3 separate regions of the Mus musculus genome follow, and regions 1 and 3 are each linked to region 2. The links are chromatin contacts, called in public Hi-C maps. All regions are on one chromosome and are shown on one strand. The core of a region is the stretch at or near the end of the contact, and the rest is flanking DNA. Distances in the headings are between cores, read along the strand shown.

Region 1 (3,800 bases), core at 1,117-3,616, 580 kb after region 2:
ATAGTAGGTATATGTGAAGCACAGATACTGCCTGAGAAAACAGAATCACACCGAGAACTATCAAGAGATAAATTGGTTGGGCAGTGGTGGCACACACCTTTAATTCCAGCACTTGGGAGGCAGAAGCAGGCAGATTTCTGAGTTTGAGGCCAGCCTAGTCTACAGAGTACAGAGTGAGTTGCAGGACAGCCAGGGCTACACTAGGAAAACCAAAAAAAAAAAAAAAAATCTAAATTGAGTGTTTACTATTGAAGTTCTACAAGCACAAAGCACAGTGAGATATTGGTAAAAGCAAATGATCTCCTGAGATTTCTTATGTAGAGCATGTTATAAGAAGAATTCATTTCACCACATCTTTCCATTTATTATCTTTGAATTTGTAACAACGATTTCTGAAGCCAGACATAAGTTCCTTGAATAATCAGTTCTTGTAGGAAAAGCAACAGAGAGAGAACGAGAACTGTGGATAAGACCTTGCTTAGATCATCCTTCCCTTAAAGAAAACAATAAACACTAGGAGGTGCTATCCAATGCATGACCTAGTGTCCACTGCATTTTCTTCAGCAACTTTCAATGGTACTATGATTTAGAAGATATATATTTTGGTTTACTACTAAAGTTTGCTAATTATAGCCTATTATCAAACTAGAGCTAAGTTCCTTTTTTCCATCACAAAGCTGAAAGAAATGCTTACATTTTCTTTTTGTCGATTGCAAGTATACATTAATCATGGTGCATTAATTTAGTAGTGATAGTTGGTTTCCATTCAGTACATGTACTTCTTCCTTCTATATGTGTTATGTAACACACTAATTTATGTGATGCAATGGCATGTCACTATGCAATACTATTATGCCCCAAACTTACTGGTTTTGTGTTTTTACAATTTTGTCTTAGTGATGGTCACCTTCCATTTCCCAGTAACCTTACATCTCTTTTCAGAATTTTGGAATTCTGTCACGATTAAAGGAAGACATTAGTTTGATTTTTGTTAGAGTCAAAAGCTACTTCTGCCACAAATACTTCCTAAAAATCTGTTTAGTGTGCAAATTATCACTTTCAAGTTTTTTTCTAAATTGGAAGAGAAATGTTCTCAGCTCATCACTCTCATCTTATAAGCATTCCACTACATTTAAAATAACTAAGGCCAGTACTTCTTATAATCCCTGTACAAGTCTGTCACCATCACAGTAGCCACGAACCCACATGCTTCACTTCTCACCTGATTTGTTTTCCTAATTAACTCTAAGAAGACTGAGTCATTGTGATGTAAGTATGTTCCAGGTATCATCATCTCCCCACTAATGTTGGTTTCCTACTATCTACTGGGTCAGGCAAAGAACTAATCTTGGCATTCCAATATAAGGACATGTTTATAAATCCATTCCTCTGAATCCAAAACTAGAGCTTTGGGACTACAAGAACTATTCGCTCTTCTACACTATTTCATCATTAGGTAGTATAACTATGTAGAGCCAAACAACAGGTAGAAAAGTAAGCCATATGAGGAAGCACAAGCATTAATTTCCAAGCTAGTGACTTGATGTGTGCTGTGGCTGGAATGTAAAATTACTCCCATGGACCCATGTTGAGTACTTCATCTCTGGGTACTGGAGGTGTACTTGCAGTGTGTAAAGTCTTTAGGCTGAGGAGAGTTAATGAAGAAAGTGAGTCACTGTGGTCAGGTTATGAGGTTCTTTTGCCCGTTCCCGTTTTTCCATCCTTAATCTTTTCATATGACTTCAGCTTCCTTTTTTTCATGTCTTCGTACTAGAATGGACTTCCTACTTTTTAATTTAAAATCAAAATAAATAGTGCCTAAGTTTCTGTCTGCCAATTACTAGTAAGGGTAATGAGATATGTAATTAATATATTGAGAAAATTGTTCTTTTAGAAAAAATGGCCCAAGAGCCTTATAATACTATTTTTGATACTCCCATAGAAGAGACCATGAAGCAAAAGACTGCCATACTTATCAACAGGTTCTGTCCTCCCACATAGGGCATTTCACATTTCAACACTCTTGATTTGACACATCTGGTTGTTGAGAAGTGCCCCACAGTACTTTCAACATGGAAGCTGCCTAGACCTGCCATCAGTTAGGTGCTGTTTTTCTGAGAATCTAAGAGAACTGTCATCTACAATGTTTGCTGGAGTGTAAGCTCCAATAAGACAGTGGACAAGTTGCAAGGATTGTAGTCATAAAATGACTTATAAGAGTATGACTACAATTGTGATTAAACATTTGTGAACTTTTGATGTTATAACTCAAACCTGAATCCTTATTTGCATTCTCTTTCTCAGTGAATGTTTCACTTCTTGATTTATTTCTGTGTACTAGTCAGAAGCCTCGGCACTTTTGTGAATTGATTCATCTTCATCTTCCAAGTATCCAAGGTGTCCCTATGCAAGGTACTTTCGATGATTGCTCACTAAAGATCTACTTGTTTCTCTTAGCATATTTTTCATCCTCCTCTCTGTAAGCCCCTTTATCATTATCATCTCCAGTTTATATCACTGTGGTAGTTGTCAGTCTTTTTCATTTCACTGCACATATTCCCCCACTGGGTAGTTACTGGGGAAATAGACTAAGATTTTCTCTTGTTTAAAGTCACCAATACATTTCCAAAGGAGTCCCGTTATCTAGACATCATTGCTACTTCCTTTATACTGGTTAACTCAAATGTATATACATGTTTTTGTAGAACATTGATGTCTACATTTGTCTCATAATTTCATATTCATTTTCTACTTTTCATTTCATTTTGACTTGCCCAAAATATTGTTCCTACTTTATTTGATGAATCATTGATTCTTTTTCTTCTTTTTTTATTAGATATTTTCTTCATTTACATTTCAAATGTTATCCCAAAAGCCCCCTATACCCTCCCACTGACCTGCTCCCCAACCCAACCACTCCCACTTCCTGGCCCTGGCATTCCCCTGTACTAGGGCATATGATCTTCACAAGACCAAGGTCCTCTCCTCCTATTGATGGCTGGCTAGGCCACCCTCTGATACATATGCAACTAGAGACACAGCTCTGGGGGGTACTGGTTTAGTTCATATTGTTGTTCCTCCTATAGGGTTGCAGACCCCTTTAGCTCTTTGGTTACTTTCTCTAGCTCCTTCATTAGGGGCCCTGTGTTCCATCCAATAGATGACTGTGATCATCCACTTCTGTATTTGCCAGGCACTTGCATATCCTCACAAGGGGGAGCTTTGTCAGGGTACTGTCAGCAAAATCTTGCTGGCATATGCAATAGTCTCTGGGTTTGGTGGTTGTATATGGGATGGATCCCTGGGTGGGGCAGTCTCTGGATGGTTCTTCCTTCTGCCTCATCTCCAGACTCTGTCTCTGTAACTCCTTTAATGGGTATTTTGTTCCCTTTCTAAGAAGGAATGAAGTATCCTCACTTTGGTCTTCTTTCTTCTTGACTTTCATGTGTTTTGCAAATTGTCTCTTGGGTATTCTAAGTTTCTGGTCTAATATTTGCTAATCAGTGAGTGCATATTATGTGTGCATATATTTTGTGATTGGGTTACCTCACTCAGGATGGTATCCTCCAGATCCATCTGTTTACCTGAGCATTTTATGAATTCATTGCTTTTAATAGCTGAGTAGTACTCCATTGTGTAAATGTACCACATTTTCTGTATCCATTCCTCTGTTGAGGGACATATGGATTAATCCCAGCTTCTGTCTATTATAAATAAGGTTGCTATGAACATAGTGGAGCATGTGTACTCATTAAAAGTTGGAACATCTTCTGGGTATATGCCCAGGATAGGTATTGTTG
Region 2 (3,882 bases), core at 1,179-3,678:
GGAAATATATGCAAACTCTAGGCAAGAGTAGACCACGCAGTCCCTCCCTCCACCCTTGTCAAGAGCGGCGGGAAAATGCTTGAAGAGGCAGAGGAGGGTTATTCAAGTTTATGGTCTGACAAGGGAAGAGGGAGTGCATAATGTCTTTCTGCCCACACGATTGCTTGAAGTTTGCAAAATTCTAGTAAGGCGATGAGGGGAGTGAGTGCCACACTACCACGCATCGGAATGCACAGCGCAAAGCCTCGCAGTGGAGGTGACGTCCCCCTTCCCATTCCAGTCTGGATCGGGAGAAAGCTGGCATTCAGATAAACCTCTATTCTTCCAAATGTGAGGGGGACATCGCGTTACTGCCACTTCGTCGGCCGCTGAGGCGCTGCGGCGCCAGCCCCCTCCTTCAGACTGCGGCGGTGCGCACTGAGCCTGCGCGCCAGGCTTTTCTCGCTGATGCTGCAGATACAGAGCTGAGAGCTCTGGTGGCGGCGGCCGGAGGGTTACGGGGAAGGCCGTTCTCGCCGAGGAGGAGGAGCCACCCCTCCCGGAAAGATGCTGCTTTATGGGACAGGGAAATATTCGTTAGCTCCTGGCACATACTACTCACGGTTCCGTCCTCCGCGCTTCCACCCCCGCCCCTCCTGGGAGAGCTTTTGGAAACCACTGTCGCTCCCCCGCCCCCAAACACACTCCTCGCCGCGCTCCTCCAAACAACCGCGCGCTTCCTTTGCTCCTAGACTTTATTGGTGTTTGACTTATTTAAGTCATTCTGCCTCCTCTGGTCTCAGAGTAAAATTGATTCCGTGAGCATTAGATCGGGCATGCAAATTCGTCTTTAAAGGAACCCTTAAATTCCTAGCAACATTCTCCGAGATAGTAAGGACCCGACACAAACTCCACCTACTACCTTCGTCTTTTCTTAATCTTTCGGTAGAGGGTCTTTATTTTGACAGTGTGAAATACATGAGAAGTGGGCTTCGGTTCGAAATACACCACCAGCCCTGAGATCTGACTTGGCAGACTGCGGTGGTCATGAGTGAGAACCGGGGAAGCCTCACGCCCGGGAATGGCAGGGAGGATCACGAGGCACAAAGTCAAAAGGAGAGAAAAGAGGTTAAGCATACTCGGTACACAAAGTTGCCATTAAAGTTTATTTCCCTTATATCCAGATAGGTGACGCTACACTTTGCCGGTTACTAAAAGCTGCAGGCTCTGCTTAGAAAATAATACCCAGGCTTCTAGCATGTGTTTTATTCCCCAGGCGCGTGCACACACGGTCTATCCCCAGTGAGAGCCGGATGACAGGAATTCCAAGCATTTAAACAAAGGCAGGCATTCTCCCCTCCCCAACCCAGACCTCCAAAGTCTGGGCTCCAAAAAAGGATCCTCTCTGGCTCTCGTTGGAGTTTGATGCTCTCTCTTCACTACTGCAGCCCGTCACGGTTTGGCAGAACACAAGCTTGGCTTTCGGAACTCAGACATCGACCTCAGCCTACCAGTAGCAATTCACTAACCCAGATGCTAAATTGCGAAACGAAGACACGTTGCGGGTGGGAGTTGGGGCGGGAGGGGGGCATCGTCTGAGGGTAGACGTGGGAGGAAGGTATACTAACACCCTCACTTCAGCTCTTACCCACGCAGCCGGGTTTAGTCTACCAGCCCTAGAGGGGGAAAAAGAATCACCCCACCCCCACCCAAACTGCCTAAGGAGACTAGACTTTGGCTTATCGGGGCTGAGATTGGGCAGTTCTCAGTCGGCCCCACGAAGCGAAGCCTGGCTTCGGTGAGCGCCGCGGCTGGCTAGTCCTTCCTCCCGCCTCCCTTCCCTGGGCCCTCCTCCCTGGTTCTCTGCAACTGTGTAGTTTCGGATACCGCCGCCGCCGCTGCAGCGTCGGAGTCAAGTCTGACTCCGGAGCCCGCGGGCTTTCCGCAACAACCACCAGTTTATGCAAACTTGCGGGTTTCCGGCTAGTGGGTAGCGAGAGTAGGAGCTTCCCCGGAGCGATTCGGTGTCTCGGAACAGCCACAGCCAGAGAGGCGGCGGGAGCGCGCGCACCAGACTCTGCTAGACGCGAAAGCGGACGAGACAACTGCGGAATTCACCCGCCGCGCCAGGGCACTTCCGAGACAACAGCCGACTGGCACTTTTTCTCCCTTTGGCAAACTAGATTTTTTTTTTTTAAGCTACTTGGCAGCTCTGTTTGACTCCACCTCCCCCTCCACCCCCGCCCCAGTGGCTTTGGCTTTTCTTTGGAAATCCGGACAGAATTGGGCATCTTTGTTAATTGCCGTTAGGAGTGCCCGGTCGTGAGCTTTCACCGGGCCAGTGTCGCGCGGATGCACGGAGCCAGGCTTGCTCACCTTTGAACTGCAAAGGGATCAAGTTCAGCTCGAGTTCCCCGCATTGAGACTGGAAGAAGCTGAGAGACTGTGCTGGAGAGAGTGAGAGAGGGGGGGAAAGGGGAAAGGAGAGGAGGGAGGAGAGAGAAGAGGAGGGAGGAGAGAAAGAGAAGGAGGGAGGGAGGGGAGGGATCGAGAGAGAGCGGGGAGAGAGAGAGAGGCTGCAATCTCCTCCCTGAATCGCGCACAGCGCTGCAGATCCCACTGCTCCAACACGCGGGCCGAATGCAGGTGAGGGAAGGCACGGACTCTGCGGCTGAGAATCCAAACTTGGGCACCGCGCGGTGCGCACGGTTCGGCTCTCGCCCCCGCGGGCGAATGGTTGCTGCGGTTTCAGGCGGCGGCTTCGTGACTAATGACCTTGCGCAGAGTTGTTAAGAAAAAAAGAGAAACCGGAGCTCTTCGGGGTGAGAAGCGACCGACTCTGGGCGTCTCTGAAGATGGCTCGGGCTGCTCTTTGGCGCGCCGGGAGCACCCGGTCGCGGACCGAGCTGTGACGCGAGGCGTCTTTTCGCTGCACCTTGCCCGAAGCGACCTGCCGTGGAATTTTTCATTCAAGATATGTTGAGTGGCTTCCCGGCTGCTTAAGAGGAGTCAGAGTTAAGACTGGCTTGTTGCTCGCCCCAGAGCCTGAAGCAGGAAGCGGTTCAGGTTTGTCTGGACCTCGGGAGCCTAAACAGAGCCTGGGTCTAGAGTGAGTAGCTGGAACGTGAATTGGACTTAACTCGAGTAGCAGTAAGGACTAACGCTGCTGTCAGGCGGGGAAGGCTGCAGGTTTGTTCTAGTCCGCTACCAGGCTCCGCCGCCCTCTTGCAGAAGCGGTTCCGGCCCCTTCCCAGGGCTTGGAGACTGGATCTCAGTATCTTCCCACTGCGGGGATGACTTTGTGGGGGCACCGAGCCCGTGGCGCGCAGTGTCCCGTGAACTGTGAGTACTGCGAGTAAACGGTGGCCGGCGAGCGGGCGATTAGCACCCATTGCATGAATTATGAAACAATAACTTTCGGAAGAAGCAGGAGGAGAAAAAAAGAAGCATCTCTAGCTGCCCCCCTCCCATCGGCCGACTCTACGCGCTACTCTGGCCCCCTCCCTCCCCTCCCTCTCGTTTCTTCCTTTCCCGGAGAGGAGGACCGAGGGGAGGGCAGGCGGCCAGCCCCGGAGGAGGGGGGTGCCGAGGGGGGTTGTGGTTAGAAGGAGCAGTAGCAGCAGCAGCAAGAGAAGATGCTGAGGATGCGGACCACGGGATGGGCGCGCGGCTGGTGCTTGGGCTGTTGTCTCCTTCTGCCGCTCTGCTTCAGCCTGGCCGCCGCCAAGCAGCTGCTCCGGTACCGGCTGGCCGAGGAGGGCCCCGCCGACGTGCGGATCGGCAATGTGGCCTCGGACCTGGGCATCGTGACCGGCTCCGGCGAGGTGACTTTCAGCCTTGAGTCTGGTTCTGAGTATCTGAAGATTGACAACCTCACCGGCGAGCTGAGCACCAGTGAGCGGC
Region 3 (3,465 bases), core at 919-3,418, 880 kb after region 2:
GAAAAAATAACAACGATATTTCCAGAACACTCCTTTAAGAGCATGTAGCTTATGTTAGATTTATGAAAGCTAATCATAGTTTTTGACGAAACCTATAATCAGTGTCTAGCCTTTCTGGTGCCTGGGTGAGTTTGAAGAGAGTCTCATTGGATGATATATATATATATATTCCTCTTTCCAACAAGAAGCCTGAAGGTATTAGTTAGATATTAGTTGAATATCTTTTTTTTTATTCTTCAAATTCATTTATTTGTAGGGTTGCTTTGAAATTTTAATCAGTTTTGTAGTCATACAGTATTTAACAATGAAATGTAGAGATTCTGGCTTGTTGTGATAAATAAACGTAGGTGAATCTATCGCTTTAATCATAATTTTTCAAAATCATCTATATGTTCATCATAACCCTTTGTCATTGCATTCACAGCATGACAACAAGCATCACTTTGAGCTCCAGCAACACAATTCATAATTACTTGGTCATGAATTTTAAAATAAACGGAATTAGATGACTTGTGTCTCCTTGCCTTTTTCTCAACCTATCTTTTTTTTAATTTATTTTTTAATTAGGTATTTTCCTAATTAGTAGCAAGTAGTTATCAATTGGAGATTGTTTCTACATTAGGAATAGGGGTAATTCTTTCAGCCTGAGGACCCCATCTGGTATAGTGCTGTACAGACCCCAGGGATGCTTCCACAATCTGTCTGAGTTCCTATGTGTGTTGATCCTGCTTATTTAGAGTTTTATTTCCTTGCAGTCCTCCATGCACTCTGGTTATTACACTCTTTTGACCTCTTCTTTGAGAAGAGATTTGAGAGAGATACCCCATACAGGACTAAGTATGCCAAGGTTTCTCACTCTCTACATATGTTATGGCTGTGTGTCTCTATGCTTGTTCTCATTTATTGCAGAAGGAAGCTTCCCTGGAGATGACTGAGAAAGACAAATGCATTTGAGCCATTTATTGTTACATATTCTTAATAGGAAAGGACTGTCTAATTTTACTCTAAGACCCAGAGTCTAGTCTCAGATTGTTGGTCTCTTAAGCAGTGTTAGGTATGGATTACATCTCCTGGAGTGGACCTGAAGTCAAATCATATATTGATTGGCAACTCCCACAAGCTTCATGCCACAATTGCATCAGTATAACTTACAGGCAAGAAACTAGTAGATCAAACTGTTTGCGGTTGAGATGGTATTGCCATTTCTTATTTGGTAGTGTAGAGACTACCTTCCTGTACCAAAATGAGCAGATGGGAGTGAAGGCTCCATGAAGGCATCTGATATTCTTCTCTATGATCAATGAGTTGTATGTGTTTGCTGTTTCTGCACTAGGGCCATGTTAGGGAAATGGGATGGAATTCTAATGGATGCCTTTGGCCAATAATTCACCTAGATATAACCAATTTCCAACACTGAAAACTTCATTTGGTGATATCTACATGTCTAGTTGGGGATCTGACTCACCCACTATTTGGTGATTTTATTTTGATTGCCTTCACACACACACACAAACACACACACACACACACACACACACACACACACATGGAAGTTTTTATGGTGTTCCCACACCACCCTTCAAAACGCTCTTGATTTTAGATGTATCTCTTTATATTACCTTCTACATCTCCCTATTCCCTCCCCTGATTCATTTCATCCTCTATTCCAGTCGACTGTACATCCACACATCTCTCTATTCTATGTCCCTTACCTAGTGAAATCTGTCAGCCCCCTCTTCTCTTACTATATCCCCATTGCTCTATTTCTATCAAGTGTAGCTTTGTTATCATTGATATAACTAAAATCTACATATAAACAAACCTATACCTTATTTGTCTTTCTGAGTCTAGGGAACATCAGTCAGGATGATTTTTATTTTTAGTTAAATTTTTTTACAATATTTATCATTATTTCATTTTTTAAAATGTCTTAATAATATATCCTTGTAAAAATGCACCACATATTCTTTATCCATCCTCCAGGTGAGATATATGGAGGTAGTCTACAGTTTCTAGTTATTAGGAATGGAGCAGCAATGGGCATGTTTGGGCAAGTATGTATGTAGTAGGATGAAGCATCCTTTGAATAGATTCCCAAGAGTGATATAGTTAGATCTTGAGGAAGACTGATTCACATCTTCAGATGGAGCTACCACACTAATCTGCAAGGGCTGTAGGAGTTTATAACCCCATGAGCAATGAATGGGAAGTCCCCTTACTCCACATCCTCGTCAGCATGATCTGGCACTTGTTTTATTGTTCTTGGCTTTTGTGACTCATGCAAGTTGAAATCTGAAAGTAGTTTTGATTTTCAATTCCCTAATGACTAAGAATATTGAACATTTTCTGAAGTATTTCTCAGTTATTTGAGTTTACTCTTAACAGTTCTCTGCTTAGATCTGTACTCCATTTTTAAATGGTTTATTTATTTTTTTGACATTTTGTTTCTTGATACACACACACACACACACACACACACACATACACAAACACACACACACACACACACACACACACACACACACACACACACACACACACATCTGGCATTTTCCAGATGTAAAGTTAGTGAAAAAAATCTTTTCCTATTTTGCAGGCTGCTGCTTTGTCAAAACGATGATATCCTTTTCTTTGCAGACTTTTTTCAGTTTCATGGGTCCCATTTTACTAGTTGTAGATCTTAGTGCCTGGGCTAATGATATTCTGTTTAGAAAGTCTTTTCCTGTGGAAATGATTTCAAAGCTAGTCCCCACTTTCTCTTCTATTAGTATCAGTATATCTGGTTTTATGGTACTATTTTAATTCATTTATAAGTGAGATTTACATGAGCTTATAGGTATGGATATATTGGATTCTTCTACATGCAGACATCCAATTTGACCAGCACCAATTTTTGAAAGGCTGCATTTTTTCAGGGTGCATTTTTTGGCTTCTTTATCCAATATCAAGTGTCCATAGATACCTGTAATTGTGTCTTGGACTTTAATCTAAACACATTGGGTTGGGCCAACAATATTCTCTATTTATTACTATATCTCTGTAGTATGACTTGAAATTAGCAATGTTGTTACCTTTAGTAGATATTTTATTATTAGGGTTTGTTTTAGCTATTGGTTTGTAAGTGTGTGTTGGTGTGTGTGTGTGTCTGTGCATGCACACGCTCAGGTGTGTGTGCATGTGTGTGTTTCCATATGAAATTACAAATTGGTCCTTTCTGATCATTGAAGAATGTATCAAAATTTTGATGGGGATTGTATTGAATCTATAGATAGCTTTTGTTTTGTTTTGAGTTTTTACTTAATTAATTCTACTGATCTCTAAGCAATAAGAAAATTTTTCCATCTTCTGATATCTTTTTCAATTTTTCTTGTCACTGTCTTAAATTTTTATCATAGGAGTGTTTCCTTTACTTGATTAGAGTTACCTCTAAAAACTTCATATTATTTGACAGTATTATAAAAAGTA

Evidence for each region. Hi-C and Micro-C count contacts between places; a contact is called where the count stands out from the background.
Region 1: a contact with region 2 is called in a Hi-C map of bone marrow-derived macrophages, with 17 read pairs. The contact joins the enhancer-like site here to the promoter of 4932441J04Rik in region 2. A contact is called at or near these places in 4 of 39 promoter capture datasets (the 3T3-L1 cell line, cancer-associated fibroblasts and liver), 6 of 484 Hi-C or Micro-C datasets (bone marrow-derived dendritic cells, bone marrow-derived macrophages and uterus), 11 of 115 datasets of contacts at active chromatin or transcription factors (the NIH/3T3 cell line, acute myeloid leukemia, bone marrow-derived macrophages and 7 more) and 1 of 9 other capture datasets (adipose tissue).
Region 3: a Hi-C map of adipose-derived mesenchymal stem cells shows a contact between it and region 2, with 3 times the contacts expected there. The contact joins the enhancer-like site here to the promoter of 4932441J04Rik in region 2. A contact is called at or near these places in 1 of 39 promoter capture datasets (the 3T3-L1 cell line), 3 of 484 Hi-C or Micro-C datasets (adipose-derived mesenchymal stem cells, bone marrow-derived macrophages and embryonic fibroblasts), 6 of 115 datasets of contacts at active chromatin or transcription factors (the NIH/3T3 cell line, acute myeloid leukemia, astrocytes and 3 more) and 1 of 9 other capture datasets (adipose tissue).

What each region holds. Positions count from the first base shown.
Region 1 is chr5:58,293,420-58,297,219 of GRCm38.p6, forward strand. No RefSeq gene overlaps it. Among named protein-coding and RNA genes, the nearest start is that of Gm22536, 120 kb to the right of the region's middle. Within about 2 kb of position 2,367, at least 7 of the 459 cell types and tissues checked have an H3K27ac peak or open chromatin away from gene starts, as enhancers often do. A contact at or near this core is called in bone marrow-derived dendritic cells and bone marrow-derived macrophages, where this site is marked.
Region 2 is chr5:57,715,491-57,719,372 of GRCm38.p6, forward strand. 4932441J04Rik (RIKEN cDNA 4932441J04 gene) reads right to left here and starts at 2,429. Exons shown (of 5, transcript NR_015588.2): 1 at 2,356-2,429. It overlaps Pcdh7 (protocadherin 7), which reads left to right and starts at 2,591. Exons shown (of 3, transcript NM_001122758.2): 1 at 2,591-3,882. The coding sequence starts at 3,615.
Region 3 is chr5:58,597,848-58,601,312 of GRCm38.p6, forward strand. No RefSeq gene overlaps it. Among named protein-coding and RNA genes, the nearest start is that of 4930459L07Rik, 150 kb to the left of the region's middle. Within about 2 kb of position 2,169, at least 16 of the 459 cell types and tissues checked have an H3K27ac peak or open chromatin away from gene starts, as enhancers often do. A contact at or near this core is called in adipose-derived mesenchymal stem cells, where this site is marked.